Linked DNA regions of Mus musculus: regions 2 and 3 are each linked to region 1. A link is a contact called in public Hi-C data. All regions are on one chromosome and are shown on one strand. The core of a region is the stretch at or near the end of the contact, and the rest is flanking DNA. Distances in the headings are between cores, read along the strand shown. Region 1 overlaps Mctp1 (multiple C2 domains, transmembrane 1). Region 2 overlaps Mctp1 (multiple C2 domains, transmembrane 1). Region 3 overlaps Mctp1 (multiple C2 domains, transmembrane 1).

Region 1 (3,757 bases), core at 634-3,133:
TCCATGATGAGATATTTTCTGTTTTGTTTGGTATTATTTAGTTTTGTGTGTGTGTGTGTGTGTGTTATTTGGGGGGAAGGTTGCAAAGGTGAAGGGCAGATATGAGGGGACAGGAGATGAGAGGGCTAGGATGCATGATTTAAAACTCACAAAGAATCAATAAAATGTTTTTAAAAAGGTGGAGAGTAAATGAGCAACATGCTAGTTAAAGACCTCTGGTTGCCACATAAGTCATATGTATACATTCATGGACTTGACACCCATACACATGTGCCCATATGAATCCCATAATTTTCTTTTAATAAAATTTGGCTTAATTCTTCTTTCAGCCTAAGCTGAAACTTCAATAGATGTCCACATACTAAATGACTCCAGAAAAATATGAGTGGGGCTCTGAAGTCTGCAGGGCACAGAGACAAATATACTCCTAAAATAAATTAATCAACTCACTTTAAATAGAGGTCTTAGAAGGGGACTTATAAAGGACTGAAAGAGCTGAAGGGATTTGCAACCCCATAGGAAGAACAACAATATCAACCAACCAGACCTCCCAGAGCTTTAGGTTAAACCACCAACCAAGGGGTACACATGGAGGGACACATGGCTCCAGCAGCATATGTAGCAGAGGAAGGCCTTGTTGGACATCACTGGGAGGAGAGGCCCTTGGTCCTGTGAAGGCTCGATGCCACAGTGTAGGAAAATCGGAAGGTAGGAAGGTGGGTGGGTGGGTGGGGGAACACTCTTATAGAAGCAGGGGGAGGGGAGATGGGATAGGGGTGAACTGGGGAAGGGGGGAACTAGGAAAGGTGAAATATAAATAAAGAAAATATCCAATAAATAAATAAATACCTCTCCTAAATTATTTTATATTTATAGAATGAATAACTTGAGTAGATATAGTAAGTTTCTCTATTATACAGTCGATTTCATTTCAAATACTAGTTTCCTGATAGCTTTTTATCCTGTAAGGCTTTCTGTACTTAACATGTACAGTATTCTCCTCTAGTTTTAAGGCTTTGGGGTTTTGTTGTTCTTTAGAGACAGGCCTTTGTAATTGCCCTTGATAGCCTAGAGCTCACTATGTAAACAAATTTGGTCTCAAACTTGCGGTGATCCTCCTGTTCCTGTCTCCCAAGTGCTGCCATGCCCACCCATCCCACTGTCTTGCCTATGGACCTTCCTTTAACCCTCATTTGGACAATGGTAATTTCTTGTCTGGTGAAACATATGGTCTTTGTATTTGGGCTTACTTTCAATATGATTCTTGTTCTTTTTCAGTAGGTGAGGTAGAAGTTTTTGGTTGTGTCATGTGATACAGACTCATACGAGGAAGACACATGATGTTTGGAGAGAATATAAATAGCACCTAGCAGACAGTGAAGTGGTACTTGCATAGCAAGTCTTGCAATGCTTCAATGGTCTCACATCTTTGTTAATCTTTACTTGGTTGAAAGAGGGACAGCAGAGTACTTCTGGTGCACAGGCTGGTTCTGGTTGCTCCCACTGACTTGTGCTGATTTGGCTGTTTCTGCTGGATCTTGCCACCACTGCTATTCTTGTTTGGTATCCCGACAATGAAGATTTGAATCACCCCCAAAGAAGTACTTCTAAACAGGTCCATGTCCCCTTGTCCTTTTTACCATCTTTTCTCCCCCATCTTTAGACAGTGGGTAGAATGGGGTGTTAAAGCATTTAAAACCCTTATTAAAAATAGGTTGATAAAAAAATATCTAACCCTACAAGTAGATTCTTTATCAGGACTCTACAGTGTGATATGTAAAGAGATCTTTGATTGTTTTGAGTCTTGGTTCAAGGCTATATTGAACATTGTGAGCATGGGAGTGTTTAGTCACCAGGAAGGAAATTATTCTGTACCAAGCATTACACAATTCACTTAGCTCATGGCAAGTGGTTTCATATCTAATGCAGAGCTGTCCCAATGCCCACTAGGAGCAAGTTCAAACTATTGTTTGTTTACATGAAGCAGAGAAATTCCAGGAATGTTTCTAAGGCCTAATGATTCCATTAACTTCATTGCAGGTCATATATGGTCCCCTGAGCTAGAAAGGAAGAAGATTCCTCATTATGTACTTGCCAGATCTCATTTATTACAAGGCATGGGCCTTTTTTATACCATTAAAGAGCTTAACTTTCTTTCCTTTTTTATTTTTCTTAATTTTATTTTATTTATTTTATTATTTTAGCTTTTTGCTAAACTACTGGATGCATACTTACTTGTGTGTGTGTGTGTGTGTGTGTGTGTGTGTATGTGTGTGCATATGTGGTGCACATACCCATATATGTATCTGCAGAGGCCAAAGGTTGACATCAGGCAGTATATTCTTTAATTTCTCTCTACTATATGTATGTATACATGTATGTACATATGTATGTGCATAGGTATTTATTCTGTCCATTCACATAAATATAAATATATATATGTGTGTGTATGTATGTATGTATATATATACATATACATATATATATATGTGTATATATATATATGTGAGATATGTTTTTTTTTTCTCCATGGGACCTGAAACTTGATGTTTTGACTAGTTTGGTTTGCCAGTGATCTCTGGAGTTCTGCCTATCTTCATCCCCATGAACCGAGGTTACAAATGCATATAGCCACTTCTGGCTTTTTACGTGGGGGTTGGTGACCTCAGTTAAAGTCATCTTGCTTGAAGAGGAAGTGCTAAGTTTCATTAAAAGCAAAGTAGTCTTGTTGGGCTTTCTTGCTGTTGTTTGTTTCTTAAGTACTTATCTTTATCATCTACTGCCAAAGGAGCCTCAGGAACTTTCTCAGAATAATGGCCTTTAGATACAACCATGGACAGTAGGCCAGAGCTGGTAGGCAGAGAAAATGGGATGTCACTTGTGTTAACAGGTATCAATACTGCTAGATTTTGGTCAGTGCACACATGTGGCATCCTCTATACACATTTCAAGAAGTAAACTGCCAGATCAGTGAGTTCTGCTACTTTGAACTTGAAATCTGAACTAAGATTAAGCACTAGTCTGTGAATCTACTAATTCAACATTAACACAATGCTATCTATTGTTTTGCGCAAAGATGATATACATATATTCATAATATTTGGTTAAATAGAAGCTTTGGACACAACAGGGGAAGTGACATTTTTGTGAAAGGGATTCCGAATTTTGGGAAAACTTTATACTATTGGGTGAATCTATCCTAAGGTGAGAAGAGAAAGCCACAGCCCTCATAACCTGTGGCTCCCACAAGAAAACCATAAATACCACAATTAAACAAACAAACAGAAAAAAAGCCAGAAATGCTGGTTTCCTTCATGCTAGATTATTTGGAAACTTATAATATTTTCACGTGTTCCCAAACTACACTAGGTCAGTTGACAGCACAAATCAGGAGATGAGTTTCAAGTTGTCCTAAATGTCTACCCACAGAAATGTTACAAATCAGTGTCCTCTCCCCTCCATTTCATCTTGGATGAAAACTGTTAGTAGTAGTCACTGGGGAAGAGTCTCTTCAGACACGTGAGAAACAACCATTAACAAAGATTTCTGTGTCAGATTTCTTAGCGGAAAAGTAAAGAAATAGCTCACCTTGATATATAGTGGCTCTCTAAGATGGTCAATGAGCACGCAAGCCTTTTCCTCCCACACAGGATTTAGGTTCTTGTGGATAATTTTGCTTCTAAAAACTTCTTTTCTTCCAATTTTAAACTTCACATACGGATCGCTTGTCCCTGTTGAAGAGACACATGATCTACAT
Region 2 (3,757 bases), core at 347-2,846, 120 kb after region 1:
AATGGTATTAAGAGGGTATCTTCTAACTGATGGGAATATGTGCAGAGACCCACAGCCAAACGTTAGGTGAAGTAAGGGAAATCCTGCAGAAGAGGGGGAAGAAGGATTGCGGAAGCCAGAACAGTTAAGGACACCACAAGAAAACCCACAGAATCAACTAACTGAATCCATGTGGGCTCACAGAGACTGAAACAACCAGCAGGGAATCTGCATGGGGCTGACCTAGGCCCTCTGCATATATGTTATGGTTGTGTAGCTTGGTTTTCTTGTGGGACCAGTCAAAGTTGGGCTGTCTCTGACTCTTTTGCTTGCCTTTGGGACCTTTTTCCTCCTACTGGGTTGTGTTGACCACCCTTAATAGAAGTGAAGGTACTTAGTCTATTGCAACTTGATATACCTTGTTTAGTTGAAATCCCTCGGAAGCCTGCCCTTTTCTGACCAAGAGGAAGGAATGGGGGGGGGAATAGGGGTAGAAGAGGGAGAAACTGCAGTTGGGTTGTAACCCAGGAGAGAAAGATAAATAAAAAAGTAAAATAAATATTATAGTTTTTTAAAAGATGGCATGTTTTAAAATCATATTTTATAAACATAAATTATGTCTCTACTTTGGCTCATACTGTTTGTTATGATCCTCATCTGCATTATAGAAAATTTTTTTTAAAAGGTAATAAGTATAAATTAGCTTCATTTGCCTGATGCCTCATTTTAAAAAAATTATATACTAGTAACTTTGACAAATGAAGTAGAAGTTGTATTTTATATATATTCTTCACTAATTCTCTAGTTTCTCCTTCTCACTCCTTGGTGTGTTTTTTTTTTTTCTGCCCCCTCTGTACTGCTATTTCATAGTCAGTCTCAGGCTCTGCTTCTTTTGCAAGAAATCAGGAAATCTGAAGCTCTATGTGAGGTGTCTGGGAGGTAAAAACATAGAAGAGACACATCTGAGAATGGCCAATTGCCTATCAGAGGGCACTCTGCTCATTTGTTCTATGGGATTACAAGGTTTATTTGGTCAAATTTTCTTGCTTTCAAAGACCATGTAAAATGTTTTAAAAACACAGTCCCTAATGCTTAGACTGTTTATACTCAGCTCAGCCTAAATGGACATCTGCTTTGTATTCTCATAGTGAAATTCTATCCATGATTACAGGATTAATTACTATCCCTATGTTAGTACTCCTATATCTCTATCTCTACCCCAAATAGGAATTACATCTACATGTACATTGAAACTTACTGGGCCCTCTAAACTGGACATTAAGGATTCAAAATCTACTAATAAACTTAGCTTTATCCAGATGAACTTAGAAACTATAAACTATTTCCTAGACATCTCTATATAAAGGTGTTCCTTGCATCTCAAGCTAGGCCTGGCTGAAATTCTATTTATCAGCACAACTACTCCCCACTTCTCTGCTATAAAGAAACTTATCTTGAACTTCCTTATTTCTATGGAATGCCGAAATCAAATAGACAGAATTAAACCAGAACCCTTCTCTTACAACAGTGATCTAATCAGTCTCCATGGTCCGTACTTTCTATGAGCTATATACCTCTAACTCTCGTGACTCACTTTAGGTCCTTGATACTTCCCCATATGTAATTTCCTCCATGAATGACTACAGTTTTTACAAACAGGTCTGATATTTTATGATGATCCTCTAGAGATGACATCAATGTCTTCCCCTTCCCTTTGAAACCAAGCTGAACTTTGATTCTATTCTGACTAAGGTTGACAGAAACACTGCCACATGTTTCTCAGGGCATGATCTTACAATGTTCTGCAACTACTACCTTGTTCACTGAAATGACCTTTATGGAGAATCCCAGAGACTAGAGAATGTAAGAGGTACTCTAGACAGGACATCAGGAGCTTTCCTAGCTTGTCCCACAACATTCATTCTCCAGGCTCCATCTAAATTCAATTGTATGGAAAACAATGAGCGAGGGCTTTCTGGGCAAAGCTTTCACATACTCCTAATTCCCAAGATTAAGAGCAAAGTGTAATGGTAGCTTTGAGAGTCTAAATTACAGGTTATTTGTTACAGAGCAGTAGGCCTAAAGCAGAGGTGAGGTCTACTGTAACAGAAAACTAGGGAACTTAGAAAATTTTGGGACAGGCAGTGAGGGGGGCATGCAAAGACTTTCCACAAGTGCCAGAGATGTTAGCAGGACTTTGTTGTAGGTTCCCAACGATTACCGGGGCTCAAAAGAAAGTAATAAAAAGCTCAGGACACTGGAAGGAAAGGGCTCCTCATTATATCTGGCAACACTCTTTAGTGGGAACATGTAACATAGACATTTACCTAAAGAGGACACTTTTATGTTTGTTTCTGGATTCTTTTTTTTTTTCTGTCTATTGTGGAAAAAGAAAAGAAAAAACTTGAGCTATAAAGCAGGTTGCTGGGTCTAAAACACAAAGAGACAGTTCTTTACTGCTAGCCTCTTCAGACAACAAACTATTCTTAACAGCAAAAACAGCCTTAAGCCAAAGATTTCAACCAATCGTTATTGAGGCTTTTTACTAAGATTTTCAGAAAAGTCTAAGCCAGTGTCTCTTCTAATTATTCGCATTGGCAAGGGACTACCGACCTCCCTAAGATGCTTAGGAATAAGTGTCACAAACCCTCTTGCTTAAACCCTTGAGTATCTAAGTAACTTGACAATCTCAATCCTGAGATCAGTAAAGTAGAAAAGGACTCATTGTAAGGGTGTTGGTGGGTGGAGACTTAGAGAAACACCACTAAATATTTTAGAAAATGTTTAAGAAATAGTTAAATGTTTCTCTTTTTTTTTCCTAGTTAAATGTTTCTTAAATAACGAAAATGTTAAGGAGTCAAGTGCAAGAACCATCATATTATATTAAGGAGGAAACAAAACAAAATGGAAAAACATACAGTGTTCTCTTAGTGAGGAGGCTGAGAAGGACATTTAGGGGCACACTTAGGGATGTTGAGCTCATGGCCTTTATATGTGGAATGTAAAGGCTGACTCAAAGGCTAATGCTTAGGAGTCAGAACTTTGGGGATAGCAGCTCCCCGTGCATGTCCTGCTCCTGGGAGCTGGGGATGGAAGAGGACTGATTGGTAATATCACTCATGGTCAGTTCTTTAGAAGCTGGACTTAGCATCCTGTACCTAAGGAGCCTTAGATCATAAATTTTAAAATAGTAGAGTTTGCCAACTGAGGTTTGGTGTATGAGAAGTGTTAAGTTATAGTTGCTCTGTTAATTATAGAAGATATAATTTCTAAAGATGGGCACCAAAAATGTCTCCAATATCATGTATTTTTCTCATAATGTGACTGACTCATTCTGTCAAAAGTTATCTGTATTCCTTTTCTCTAAAGGAGGAGTCATGATTGTCACTATAGCAAAATGATACCATTTGAATTTGAAGCTAGTTCCAAAGGCTGGTACAGTCTCCACCTGGTTCTCCTGAGGGCTGTTTTTAGAATTCAGCTGCTGTGCCACAGGGAACTCAAGAGTGCATATGAAAGCCTGTATGGAGAACCTGGATTTCAGCCCAAGGCACAAGCTGAGCCCTGCTGGTGAACAGCACCAACTAGCAAGAGACTCAAACAGGCTATTCTGAAGAGAAAAGGCTTGCATGGAGAAGAAGAGGCCATCTGGCCTCCAGCCTCACCCAACAAAATAAATGATTGATACTGTAAAGTTCCCAGGCTATGGTATTACTCAGCAGTAGACAATACTTCTCATTTTCCTTGTCTCCTGTCTTCTACTTCTCTTCATTTTTCA
Region 3 (3,757 bases), core at 750-3,249, 99 kb after region 1:
TAAAACCAAACTACAGAGCAGAGAGGAAGATCCCTATTACCTGTGGTGGACCCCCTCTCCTCGCCCACACCAAAGAACCCTGGAGAGGTAAGACTTCACTTCTTATACATTTCCCAGGCAAAGGATTCAGGGAGGGCCCAAGAGGCTACAGTCTCAATCCTCCTCTGCTCTGCTGCTGTTTTGTTATAGTGCACTACAGCCTGCTTCACACTCCAGGAGGAATTGGCTATGCTAGAATGACAAGTGCAGCTTCCCCACTTCCTGCTACCCAAGCTCCACTGACCAGTGGCGAGACACATGCTTCACCAGGGAGCAAGGGACTGAAATCTCATCTACTACCCACAAGGCAGTCACCAGAGATAAGGGGCCTGGTGACAGGGCTAAATTGGCAGAGCTGGAGTATAGTTTGAGAAATCATCTGGTGTTAACTCCATCACTCTGCAAGTGAGCACGCAAGCAGGAATCACAAAGATGAGTGTTGTGATGTATGCCTTCCATCCCAGCACTCATGACTGGTGTTCTGAGGAAGGAGGAATGTACATGAGAGGCTAGTTAGGCTACACAGTGTATTCTAGTCCATTCTAGATTTCATAGCATGATTTTTATCTCAAAAAAACAAAAACAAGCAAGCAAATAAAACTAGAGTTTGAGATAGGAGGAGAAAATAAAGAAGTAGGAACTGCAAAGCCTTAGGAGAAGTTAAACTCATTTCGATCCTAGCTGGGGACTGTGTGAACAAGGCCTGACTAGTTAAGATGCCCAAGGATGGAACAAAGCAGAGTCTGACCCATCGCTGGAGAGACAGGAATGTCATGTACAAGAGAAAGCCTGTTGGGTTGGAATTCCAGATGAATGTATACACTCCCAGTGGAAGCAGAGAACCAGAGCCAAACAAAGGGGGACTAGAACACAAGAAAGGAGAGGGACAAGGTATGCATCTCTGCAAGAAATACTGAATGAAGCAGAAATCCATGCACAGAGAACACTCAGTAAGAGCCAGCCACAAAGGCAGAGCCACGGTGGTCCTCAGCTAACCTCAGCTGAACCTACACCTCACCAAGGCAGAGCCAGAGGCAGTACCTACAGCCTGTAAGCCACAGTCTCACAGGCTAACAACTTCAGTCACTACACCTTCTGTGCTAGGCACTGTGCTAGATATATCACATCCATTTCATTAACTTTTTTCATTAACTAATTCCCAAATAATGGATAAAGCAAAATTAGCTCTACATATTTCTAGTCCCAGCTTAAAGGTGCTTTCTTATAGAAGACTATAAGAAGCTGACCACTAGCTTCTCTATCATACCCTGGATTGTCTTGTACTTTGTCATGTGTTGAAAGGACAACATAAACCCATTTGTCTCCATTTAAGGACCAGGCCTGTTTTGAGGGGGAAAAATGGGGCTGTAAAGCACCAGTTCCAGGAACAGACCATAAGTCCCAGAGATTAGGCCATACGACATCAGCTGCAGGGACAGACCATAAAATCCTGAACAAGATCATAAAACCCTCTTGCAAAGAACATCCTGGGGATAACCACAAAAATGGGGAAGTATCTTATCTCAAGATGGGTCATCTGTACTGGGAAGCCCTATCTCAACCTATGGTTAAAACATTCATGACATAGGAATGCAGACCACTGACCACCTGTGACCCCCTAGCACCCACCAATAAAAGTTTACATTACATAATCCTTCAATAGAGTTCCCTGCATGAAGGCCATTTCAAATAATTGTTCACCCCTGCATGCTGGTTGTTTTTGCAGAATAACCACTCTTTGTCTTTGCATACCATCTGAGTCTGGGGTCTTACCTCAGCAATTTTCAGACCATTACAGTGTCACTCAGTTTTCCTTACATTTTGTTATTTTTGAGGATGTATTATGTCCATTCTGAGTTCTACCTGTGACCTCATATTTTCTAGCACATAAGCTCTTGAGTAAACACTTCTGTGCCCTTGAATGCCAGGAGGGGAAGGGCTGAAAAGGAAGTGTGCATGTGAGGTAGAGGCATTGTGGACAAGAGCTTTGCTCTCTGGAAATGTGGCCAATACTGACTAATATTTCTAAAAGCTAGAATAGCAGAATGATGTCACCATGACTATGCAAATAAGCTTTTCTTAAATAAGTCATAACACTGACTAGAGTTTTATTAAAATCTGGCAATGGCAGAGGTGAGGTTATATATTTTACTCCTCTGTTGGGCTCCTAATTCATATGTTAGAAAGCCAGAGAAATGTCAATAAATCCAAGAGATGTTAATATGAAGGCATTCATTATAGTTTTCTGTGTGTGTGTGTGTGTGTGTGTGTGTGTATGTGTGCATGTGTATGTATGTGTATGTGTGTGTTTGTGTATGTGTGTGTGTGTGTTTGTGTGTGTGCGTGTGTATGTATATTCGTGTGCATGTGTGTGTACGTGTATGTGTATGTATGTGTATTTGTGTGTTTGTGTATGTGTGTTTGTGTGTGTGCGTGTGTATGTATATTCGTGTGCATGTGCGTGTACGTGTATGTGTATGTATGTGTATTTGTGTGTTTGTGTATGTGTGTTTGTGTGTGTGTGTGTATACATATGCGTGTGCATGTGCGTGTACGTGTATGTGTATGTATGTGTATGTGTGCTTACTGACAGAACAGCCAGCAGATTGATGCTTTACTTCTGGACTCATCCTTCCCATCCAAGAGTAAACCATCCATGCTGTCCCGACTTCCTAGCAAAAGCAGGATTAAGCAGCGTCCTGTCAGTTCTGTAGGACAATAAGTCCTACCCTACTAATCTTAACTGGATAAACACTCAGGAAAGCAATTACAGACGTTCAAGGAAATACAAACAGGATCCTGTAAGCAACGTTCCAGAAGATCACTCTGCTAGTCAGATTTCCACTGCACACTGCAAGCTTTTTTCTTTTCTTGACTGTCTAACATGAATTGATGGCACCACAGACTGCTAGACTACTGTGTGCTTGAATTATGATCATAGGCAGAGTGCTGAGTACAGATATTGAGGACACATCCTGTTTATTCCATAGAGAGGATTTGCATTCTCACTTTGGGTAGAGAAAGCTAATGTAAAACAAACAAAACAACACAGCAAAACAACATTACTCAAGGTCACAAAGTATGTGTGAACCAGAAGATTGGAAGTATACTTTTCTTCTTCTTCTTCTTCTTCTTCTTCTTCTTCTTCTTCTTCTTCTTCTTCTTCTTCTTCTTCTTCTTCTTCTTCTTCTTCTTCTTCTTCTTCTTCTTCTTCTTCTTCTTCTTCCTGTTGCACTGGAGGTCTACCCAGGGTGTCTAACATTTAGTTACATCCTCAGGTATGTCTGGATTTAAGCCCAGTTTATCTAGTGAGAATGTGAATTGTATTACTGCCCATGCCACATGGATTTCTCATCCTATTAACCCCACTAGGAGGGATCTCACACACAGTCTTTTCTCACCAGTCTAGACTTCTTCTACAGCTAAGTCTCATTTTCAGAAAGACCATGTTAATTCTCTCTAAAGCACCCACACTCCTAGGAACATGACAAAGTCATTCCTTGTCAGTACAACCTCGGTTTCTTCAGGCATTTGTTTTCACTTCATCCTGACTCAAGGCTTAGCTTTCATTGATGCTGATACTTTGAGGATCAGGGCATTCAGGCTTGGCTGCATATCGTTTCTCCTTTTCTGTCCCCCATCTCCCACACATCTGCCATATACACACGATTCTTACCCTGGTTGCTGAGTGGAAACATGGCTGATCACAACATCTACT

What was found. A called contact is a pair of places that touch in the nucleus more often than the background predicts.
Region 2: a Hi-C map of bone marrow-derived macrophages shows a contact between it and region 1, with 3 times the contacts expected there. The contact joins two enhancer-like sites. A contact is called at or near these places in 13 of 484 Hi-C or Micro-C datasets (the HPC-5 cell line, bone marrow-derived dendritic cells, bone marrow-derived macrophages and 8 more), 3 of 115 datasets of contacts at active chromatin or transcription factors (the 230-238 cell line, bone marrow-derived dendritic cells and bone marrow-derived macrophages) and 1 of 9 other capture datasets (adipose tissue).
Region 3: a contact with region 1 is called in a Hi-C map of bone marrow-derived macrophages, with 3 times the contacts expected there. The contact joins two enhancer-like sites. A contact is called at or near these places in 1 of 39 promoter capture datasets (the C10 cell line), 6 of 484 Hi-C or Micro-C datasets (the C10 cell line, bone marrow-derived macrophages, erythroblasts and 2 more), 2 of 115 datasets of contacts at active chromatin or transcription factors (both in bone marrow-derived macrophages) and 1 of 9 other capture datasets (pancreatic islet).

The regions. Positions count from the first base shown.
Region 1 is chr13:76,688,462-76,692,218 of GRCm38.p6, reverse strand. It overlaps Mctp1 (multiple C2 domains, transmembrane 1), which reads right to left. Exons shown (of 21, transcript NM_030174.3): 3 at 3,589-3,731. Among named protein-coding and RNA genes, the nearest start is that of Gm24519, 86 kb to the right of the region's middle. Within about 2 kb of position 1,883, at least 3 of the 459 cell types and tissues checked have an H3K27ac peak or open chromatin away from gene starts, as enhancers often do. A contact at or near this core is called in bone marrow-derived macrophages, where this site is marked.
Region 2 is chr13:76,564,015-76,567,771 of GRCm38.p6, reverse strand. The region is part of intron 1 of Mctp1 (multiple C2 domains, transmembrane 1); the gene reads right to left. Among named protein-coding and RNA genes, the nearest start is that of Gm24519, 39 kb to the left of the region's middle. Within about 2 kb of position 1,596, at least 4 of the 459 cell types and tissues checked have an H3K27ac peak or open chromatin away from gene starts, as enhancers often do. A contact at or near this core is called in bone marrow-derived macrophages, where this site is marked.
Region 3 is chr13:76,589,668-76,593,424 of GRCm38.p6, reverse strand. All of the region lies in intron 1 of Mctp1 (multiple C2 domains, transmembrane 1), which reads right to left. Among named protein-coding and RNA genes, the nearest start is that of Gm24519, 13 kb to the left of the region's middle. Within about 2 kb of position 1,999, at least 34 of the 459 cell types and tissues checked have an H3K27ac peak or open chromatin away from gene starts, as enhancers often do. A contact at or near this core is called in bone marrow-derived macrophages, where this site is marked.